Linked DNA regions of Mus musculus: region 1 is linked to region 2. Evidence: chromatin contacts called from public HiChIP or PLAC-seq data. All regions are on one chromosome and are shown on one strand. The core of a region is the stretch at or near the end of the contact, and the rest is flanking DNA. Distances in the headings are between cores, read along the strand shown.

Region 1 (4,068 bases), core at 169-2,668, 340 kb after region 2:
GATCATATCATATTATCAGGAGAGACTGACGAAATCTTCTGTGAATATGTGTGAGTGTGTATATGTGAGAATGTGTATGTGTGTATTATGTGTGAGAGTGTATATGTGTGTGTGTCAGTGTGCTTGTATATGTGTATATACATGTGAGAGTGTGTGTGTGAGTGTATGTATAAGTGTGTGAGAGCATGTGTGTGTGTGTGTGTGTGTGTGTGTGTGTGTGTGTGTGTGTATTCCAGAGGTTAACCTCCTATGTCATTGTCTTTTGAGACAAGGTTTCTTACATGGACTGGAGCCTCATAGATTCAGCTAGGCTGGCTGACCAGCAAGTCTCAGGGGTTCACCTATCTTTGTATAGTTTTGGGATTATAGGCATATCCTCATATAACTTGTTTAAAAATGTTTCTTTTCCTTTATTTTTAGTTTCCTTTATTTTACAGTATGGGTATTTTGCCTGTATGTATGTCTCTGCACCATGTATGTGCTGTGTCCAAAGAGGCCAGAAGAGTGCATTGGATCCTCTGGAACTGGAGTTATAGATAGTTGTCAGCCACCATGTGGACATTGGAAATCAAACCTGAGTCCTCTGGAAGATCAGCCAGTGTTCTTAACTGCTGAGTCATCCATCTCTCCAGCCCTGATGGCAGGCTCTTTGCTTGCTGGGTATTGAACTCAGACCCTCATTCTTATGCAGCAAGTACTTGACTGACTGAACTATTTCCAAAGTCTAAAACCTTCTTTGTACAGCTTTTGCTATTAGGGAGTGTCAATTAGGAGGAAGCCTGAGAAGCCAGCTAATTAGCCACATGATTTTGGGAGTGTCCTTGGCTTACAGCCCTGTGTTATTATATACTTTTACTACCTGTATATAATCTCAAAACCATTATTCATATTATTTATATGTATATAAGTTTACATTGATTATCATATAAATATATATTTAAATCAATGACACATATATTGCTTTTATTGTTTTGTTGTTTTTGTGGTTAAATCCCAGAGATCCATACATATCATTTAAGTTCATATTTATACATTCCAGATAATACTACCATATAATAATTATAGTTTATTAGCTGTCTGCCTTTTCTTACCTCTTCACCTTTTCTTTGTTTAAAAACTTGGATCCATGTGTTTCTCAGGTAGCTACTGCAGAAAGCACTCTTGGCATTTCCTGTTAGAACATTCTGGGCACACTTCCACTGGACTGAAGGGGAGACTTTGGCCAGAGAGAGAGTGAAGCTGCATTCTAGAGAGATTCTCTTTGAGTAGGGCAGCGGCCTTTGGGTTTGACCTCAAATCTAGAAGACTGTCACTGGTTTAGACTGGTTTCTATCACATGGTACAGAGGAGTGTGTCCTCCTTCTTACCCCTGAACTCAGCCCAGGAGGAAACCAGATCGGAAGGGTTGGTCTAATTGAGAGTTCCCATGTGCCATTTAGTGATTATTGTGCCCTCTGGTGTTTTTCTGAATTTATTGCCTGTGTAAATCGGCATGCAGAGCTTTTGGGGATAGCCCATGGGGCACTGGTCTGCTGAGTCTTAGTTGCAAGATGAACTGGTGCGTGGAGAATGGACTGCTCCCCCTGGAAGACACTTGTTAACAGATAGACTCTTTTATTCTTTGTCATCTTCGTTTTCGACTCAGAACAGCTCCAGAGGTATCTGTGTTCCCAGCTCTTAGAGATATGGTCATGTCTGATTACCAGTGCCCTCTGATGGTCTGATGGCCACTCCAGAAGTTCTCTCCTTCCTTGTCTTCACATCTGCATTCTGATGGTCCTGTTTTGCTTTCTGGCCATTGCAGAGATCACTTAACTGGCCTCTCTGACCCCTCCTGTCTTCCTTCCACTTAGTCATTTCTAAACTCAGCTGTTTTCCTTTCTCTTTGCACTTTTGATGGCTCCCCATACTACAGAGGGAAAAGCTTTCCCTTCTTAACACAGCTTGGTAGACTTTCCTAATCTACCTGTAATCTGCTAATTCAGTGTTGTGTCTTATCTTTTCTTCCTTTTTGCCACATGGGCTTTGTTATGGCTGATAACCACTCTCTGTCCCCAGCGAGACATGCTATGCACCAGTCTGCACCATGCTTCTTCTATGTACCTGCCTTTGTGCTTTGGAACGCTTCTCTCTCTCTCTTTGGAAAACTTCATGACCCTTTATGCCCAATGCACACGTTACCATCCCTGAAAGGCTTCAGTGCTTTCTGCTGCAGTGGTTGGAGTTGTACCTCACTCCAGGATCCTTTTGGAGCTTCCCGTGACTCTGTCAGTCTTTATTCTCCCCATTGAGTAGTAAGCTTCTTAGAGGGAGGGACTGGAACCTTTCCTTGGAAGGATCCCATAGGACATCCTCAAAGCTCTTTTGCTTCTTAAAATTTGATGCTTGTCACAGGAGGAACATGCTTTGGAGACTAGGGTCTGGTAGCACTTCAGTCTTTGGACATGTAGGTGCTATACTAGAGTCATGAGGCTCAGGGTAGAGCCAGGACTGTGGCTTGAGTGATGGCAGCCAGCATCTGTGAGTCCTGAGTGACAGCCTGGTTGGCATAGGAAATAGTGATGTAGGTGGGTGGGGGCTGTCTTTGTACCTTTCCACTTCATTTTGCTCATTTGGGGCATTAGAGTGTTTGAATAGACATCCCTTTGGATGCTTTTAGCTGTCAAAAGTGTGTGTTATTGCCTCTGCCTTGCATTCTCTATACTTTACAAATTATCTACAAGAATATATTACTGTCAAAACTTGAGGTGCCAGGCTAAGGTTCCAATGACTCATAACAAGCAAAAGATCGAGCTAAAAGAAAAGCATTCAGCCCAAAGAAGCACCTACAGGCAGGCCCATCTGGCACCCAAATGACACTTATTAGTGACACACTTGACAGTGCCAGGGGCTTGGAAGAATCATGGTCAGCAAGAAGACTCTAAACAGGACTGGACCAGGCTGAGGTTATGTAAGGCTGCAAATGGCCTGTGTTTATCAGTGTTATCAATTAGGAAGCCAATGCATACTTGCTTGAGTATATTTGGCAATAGGCATATTTGACACTAGGTGAAGATTTTTGCACCAATGATTTCATTTGACTTCACAATTTCCCCAGGATCGGCTTAAATATCTCAAAATCATATGTTAGAAATGGGCTCAGATAAGCTAAGTAACTTACCCAGATCACTCAAGTATGAAATGTTGAAGTCATTCTTCTAGTGCCCAGTCACAAGATTCTAAAACCTGTGTTCTTTTTTTTTTTTTTTTTTTTTTTGTTGATATAACATTCTACTTCTATGTTAGGCAAAGAGATAAGGGTCTAAGAGGGCTACTGACAAGACCCGGAATTTGGAGATACTGTTTCCAGATTCCTAATAGCATAAAGAGATGGTAGATAGTGCAGAATTCTATTACAAATTTCCCATCTTCAAGCAAGTGTTTTGATGAGGGATTACAAGTTGTTCTTATCCATGTCTTGAGGAATCCAGATTTCTAGCTGTAAGTCAAAGAATGGGATCTGAGTCACTCCTTGAGTCACTGCCAGGGCCATGGTGCCTGGCAGGCAGGAACAGTGCGTGCAGGGGCCCCTGGAGCTTGTCTGGTCATGTGAGCTGCCAGGCACGCTGTCTTTGAGACAGGGCCCTGGACTTCAGCCACTGCCATGGAGCCCTTACTTGAGATGTTGTTAATCGTTATGGTGAGAGTACAAACACACCTTTTTCCTCATTTCACAAGCTTCTAAGTGGGCATCTAGGAGTGGGGTGCCTGTGGCACAACATAGGTCATGTGTGCAAGCCCTAGGATGAGGTGAAGGCTGAGATGCAAGTGATGGGCAGCTCTATGTTAGAGTGGATGATGGGCTCCCAATTCTAAGATAGGGGTTTTCCCATGCAGACAAAACTGGTCATGTCACACAGCATACATGCAAAAGATAGACACTGGAGCATCCAACCAAGCTTCCATTACCACTTATTTCAGTAGAATGCTATTTCTTCTTATGCCAAATGTAAGGAAAATTGTGGTGCACTTTTTATTCCTTGGGTCCAGAATCTTTGGAACTCTCTCTTGCATTCATCATCTGGAATA
Region 2 (3,831 bases), core at 255-2,754:
AACAGGGAAAGGTTCACCTGGGCTGGTTTCAGAGGTTCCAGCCCATGGTTACATGACCTCATTGCTTGTAGGCCACTGCTGGGGGGGTGTGACCGCAACACTGGGGAGCACAGGGTGGAATAAAACCACTCACCTCATACGCTGCCTTCTGCCCTTTAATATCACCCCCCGAAAAAAAACCCTTCTGACTCTTGCAGCACATAACTCCCGATATGTTTCTGTCACTATATAGCTCTGCTCTTTTCAGAACTTCCTAGCATGCGATTGCTTTCAGAGCTGAGAGGCAGCTCCTAGTTCGAACACAGCACAGGTTGTTCCACTGAGGAACCTTTATTTCTGGGTTGGCAAGCGTCCTCAACATCAGCCATCTCCAGAGATGGCCTTAGAAGCCATTTTCCAGGAGAGCCAACAAAGACTGGTGGCGTCTGAGAGCCTTTCCAGAGGAAGGGGCTAATTTCCAAGACTATGGCTTGGAAGCAATAGAGGCCCAGAAACTGGTTACTGGCAGCCTTTATCTGCAGACTCTATTTATACACAGTATATTTTAATGTACAGAGTGGTAAGGAAGGAGGGAAATTCAAGTCCTCCACTTTGGAAGAAACAAGTGGTTTTAGTGTTCGTTTTAAATACCCGGACACAACAGGACATAACCACAGATTCTGCTAAGCAGCAGTGATTGAATTGAGACTATTCCAGAGAAGGACATTTCACTTGATGGCAAAGCAGCTGTTCATATTCTCATTTTACTGACGGGAGGCTATCCAGGGAAGCTACGTTAGGTCTTTGGAATTACACAGCCGAAGGAGCAGGTATCGAAGTCTCTGTAGTCCCAGCGTTTCTCCCGTTATCCCAGAAACTGTGTCTCACCTGAACTATAAATGGCAAACCTCAGGACCACACCTGTCTCGAAGGAAAGAAGCTGGGGTTTCTTTGTGTGCTGTGGGAAGGTACCCACTGTGTTCCATCTTCTCTCCTTTCTCTATGCCCTCTTGGGTGGCTGATGCTCCTCTCAGAAAAAGGCCTCTAGCAGGCCCCTTTCCTCTCCCTTTGGTCTGATAGCCATTTTCACTTTTGACTCTCTGTCCCAGATACCCACCTACTGCTGTCTTTCTGATGAACTCTGCACTTCTCCAAGTCTTCCAGCCCAACGGGGCTTTGAGGTTGAGCAACCTGCTCATCAAACTACCCCCAAACCCAAGCTTTAATAAATCTGTTGGCGAAGTTTGTGCCTTTGGGCAGAGCAGAAACCCTCCTTGCATTCCCCCCTTCATCCCCCCCTCCCCCCCAGCACCCTATCCTACCTGGTTCTGGAGTCAGGAAGCTGGCCCATCCCCTCCTAGTCGCCAGCGCAGGCCTGGGCCAGCTCCGCCCAGAGCAGCAGCTGGGCGACCACACCCTGTGCGGAGCTCAGTTCCTGCGAGCCAGAAGCCTCGCCCCCCTCCCCCCCCCCCCCCCCCCCCCCCCCGACGACGATCCAGACAACCCGCGGCCGCCGCCCCACCCCACAGGCCTCCGCACTCGGATCGCGCCCCACCAGCTCACGGTGACTTCCCCGGGACCATGCTGCGCTGGCTGCGGGCCTTTGTGCTGCCCACCGCCGCCTGCCACGACGCGGAGCCGCCCACACGCTACGAAACGCTCTTCCGGGCGCTGGACCGCAATGGGGACGGCGTGGTGGACATCGGAGAGCTGCAGCAGGGGCTGCAAAGCCTGGGCATCCCGCTGGGCCAGGACGCGGAGGAGGTGGGTCGCTGTAGGGTGTTGGGGTGGCCGCAGGCGCCACACAGCCAGGTCCTGGGAGGGCGGTGGCCTGAGGCCAGGCAAGGAGGAGGAACTATGCCCGCCAACCCGCTGAAAGAGCTCCAAGGAGTTGGATCTGGAAGGCGGCGGGTGTATTCCCAGATAAATTAATGTTGCACACTTAAAACTGTCAACACTTTTTGTTCTGAGAGCATCTCTGGTTCTTGGCTCACTTGTCCCGTCCTTTGCAAACTTTTCATGACCTGCTGTCAGACTTTAGTGAGTCCCAACTTTAAGTAACTTTGTTACAGCTAGAGTTTATTGTTTCAAAAAGGAGTTAAAACCGGCCTTGCTCCCAACTGCTGGGTGAGGTAGAAAGGCCACATTCCGTTTTTATGACGTTCAAAGTTAGTCCCCTGGGTGCACGCATTGATCTGAAGGGTTGACCTGTTGCAAAGCAATTGGACTTTCTCTGAGTCATATGAATTGTGGCCCTGACATCCAGGCTCCTTGGCAGGGTGGGGACACTAGATCTGGAACTTGTCCAGCCCGCTGTCTTACAAGAGGACGCTGGCTTTTCTATCTTAAGAGGAAGGTGCTTGAGTTACTGAGTGGGCCACAACTGTTCTGTACCTATATTTAAAACTCCTCTTTCAGTCACTGTCAATGCCATTAATAGAGGAGTCTTCACTTTAGTTTGTCCTCTTGGTAAGTTACAACTTTATTTTTTGGAAGCTGCCAGTTTTGCCCAAGGCATTATTCTATATAACTTTACAGAACTTCTGTGTCTGCAGGGGTCCCTCTTTCTTCCTTATCTCAGTTCTTCCCCCATCTTCACTCTGGCCATAGGTTTGCCTATTCGATGCACTTTCTGAAAGAACCAAGTTCGAGTGTGGCTCTTCTACTTGCTCCGGGCTGACTCATTTCCTCCCATTTCTTGAATCAAAGGCCTGCCTAGCTACTTTTGAGTGATAGCATCTCTTCAGCCACCCTGTGGCTGCATCTCAGAGGCATGTTTCGGTTATTAGTTGTTTTTATTATTCTAATCACTTCCAGGTGTTTTCTAATCACTGACATGATGTCTTTGACTTATGTATCATTCTAAGTGTGCTTTAGGTTTCCCAATACATTTTTGTTCTTTGAAAATATGAATAAATTAGACAACGCATCCGGGGCATGCCTCCAATCCCAGGACTCTGAGAGTTGAGACTGGAGAATTGTTGCTAGTTACAGGTCAGCTTGGGCTCTGTCCTCTCCTTATCTAAGTCAAACTGGAGTGAACTGAAACAAAGAGCAACAGCAGACCTCAAGGTCCCCAGCCCCACAATAACAACAACCCTATAATAACAACAATCCCACAATAACAACAAACCCCACAGAGTCAGGAGGAACTTTCTGTAATTAAAAACATTCTGTAATTAAAAAAATTATTACACATAAATTATGTAAAAACCTATAAGCATATAAATATTTAGAACATGGCAACTCATATTTGTCACTAATAAATGAATATATTTTGCACACACACATATGTATTATATTATATTAATTTTGTTCAGATGTGTAGTGTCACTATTGGTGGTCATGCCTCATGTGGTCAACTATCCCCAGCAGTAACACATTCTTCTACAGAAGGTTAGTAATGCTTATTTTTCAACTATAAGAGTTTTTGTACTTTTTCCTTTACATTTGTAGTAGTTTAGGAAAATGAATGAATACACATTACTTTTACAATTAAGGGAAAGTTTTGACCTTCGGTCACCTCGTCTGTGGTATGTCTTCCTAGACTGTCTTTCAGAGATGAGCTGACTGCATGCAGCTGTGAGTGGCTCCCTTACCTCACGTGTCACTACTGTTACAATTCTTGAGTGATATTACTTATTTAATCATTATACCCTCCAATAAGATCAGCTCCCAATACTGGTGATTCTGCCTCACTCGTTGGACCAACGTGATACTAAAGGATTTAGGGCTAGCACGTGAAATACACTGATGCAGCAGTGACCTGTCTAGTAATAATAATAATAATAATAATAATAATAATAATAATAATAATAATACAAATTGAACTTTGTATCACTTGTGTTTCTT

The links. HiChIP or PLAC-seq counts read pairs in DNA pulled down with a chosen protein or histone mark.
Region 1: an H3K4me3 HiChIP or PLAC-seq map of bone marrow-derived macrophages shows a contact between it and region 2, with 4 times the contacts expected there. The contact joins the enhancer-like site here to the promoter of Slc25a24 in region 2. A contact is called at or near these places in 12 of 39 promoter capture datasets (the C10 cell line, the HPC-7 cell line, HPC-7-derived erythroid cells and 9 more), 4 of 484 Hi-C or Micro-C datasets (LSK cells, bone marrow-derived macrophages, granulocyte-monocyte progenitors and 1 more), 5 of 115 datasets of contacts at active chromatin or transcription factors (bone marrow-derived dendritic cells, bone marrow-derived macrophages, embryonic forebrain and 2 more) and 2 of 9 other capture datasets (adipose tissue and liver).

Annotation. Positions count from the first base shown.
Region 1 is chr3:109,466,118-109,470,185 of GRCm38.p6, forward strand. All of the region lies in intron 2 of Vav3 (vav 3 oncogene), which reads left to right. Among named protein-coding and RNA genes, the nearest start is that of Vav3, 130 kb to the left of the region's middle. Within about 2 kb of position 1,419, at least 35 of the 459 cell types and tissues checked have an H3K27ac peak or open chromatin away from gene starts, as enhancers often do. A contact at or near this core is called in the HPC-7 cell line, adipose tissue, bone marrow-derived macrophages and 2 more, where this site is marked.
Region 2 is chr3:109,121,645-109,125,475 of GRCm38.p6, forward strand. Slc25a24 (solute carrier family 25 (mitochondrial carrier, phosphate carrier), member 24) reads left to right here and starts at 1,505. Exons shown (of 10, transcript NM_172685.3): 1 at 1,505-1,743. The coding sequence starts at 1,561. It overlaps Gm19391 (a long non-coding RNA gene), which reads right to left and starts at 1,430. Exons shown (of 2, transcript XR_867568.1): 1 at 1,302-1,430.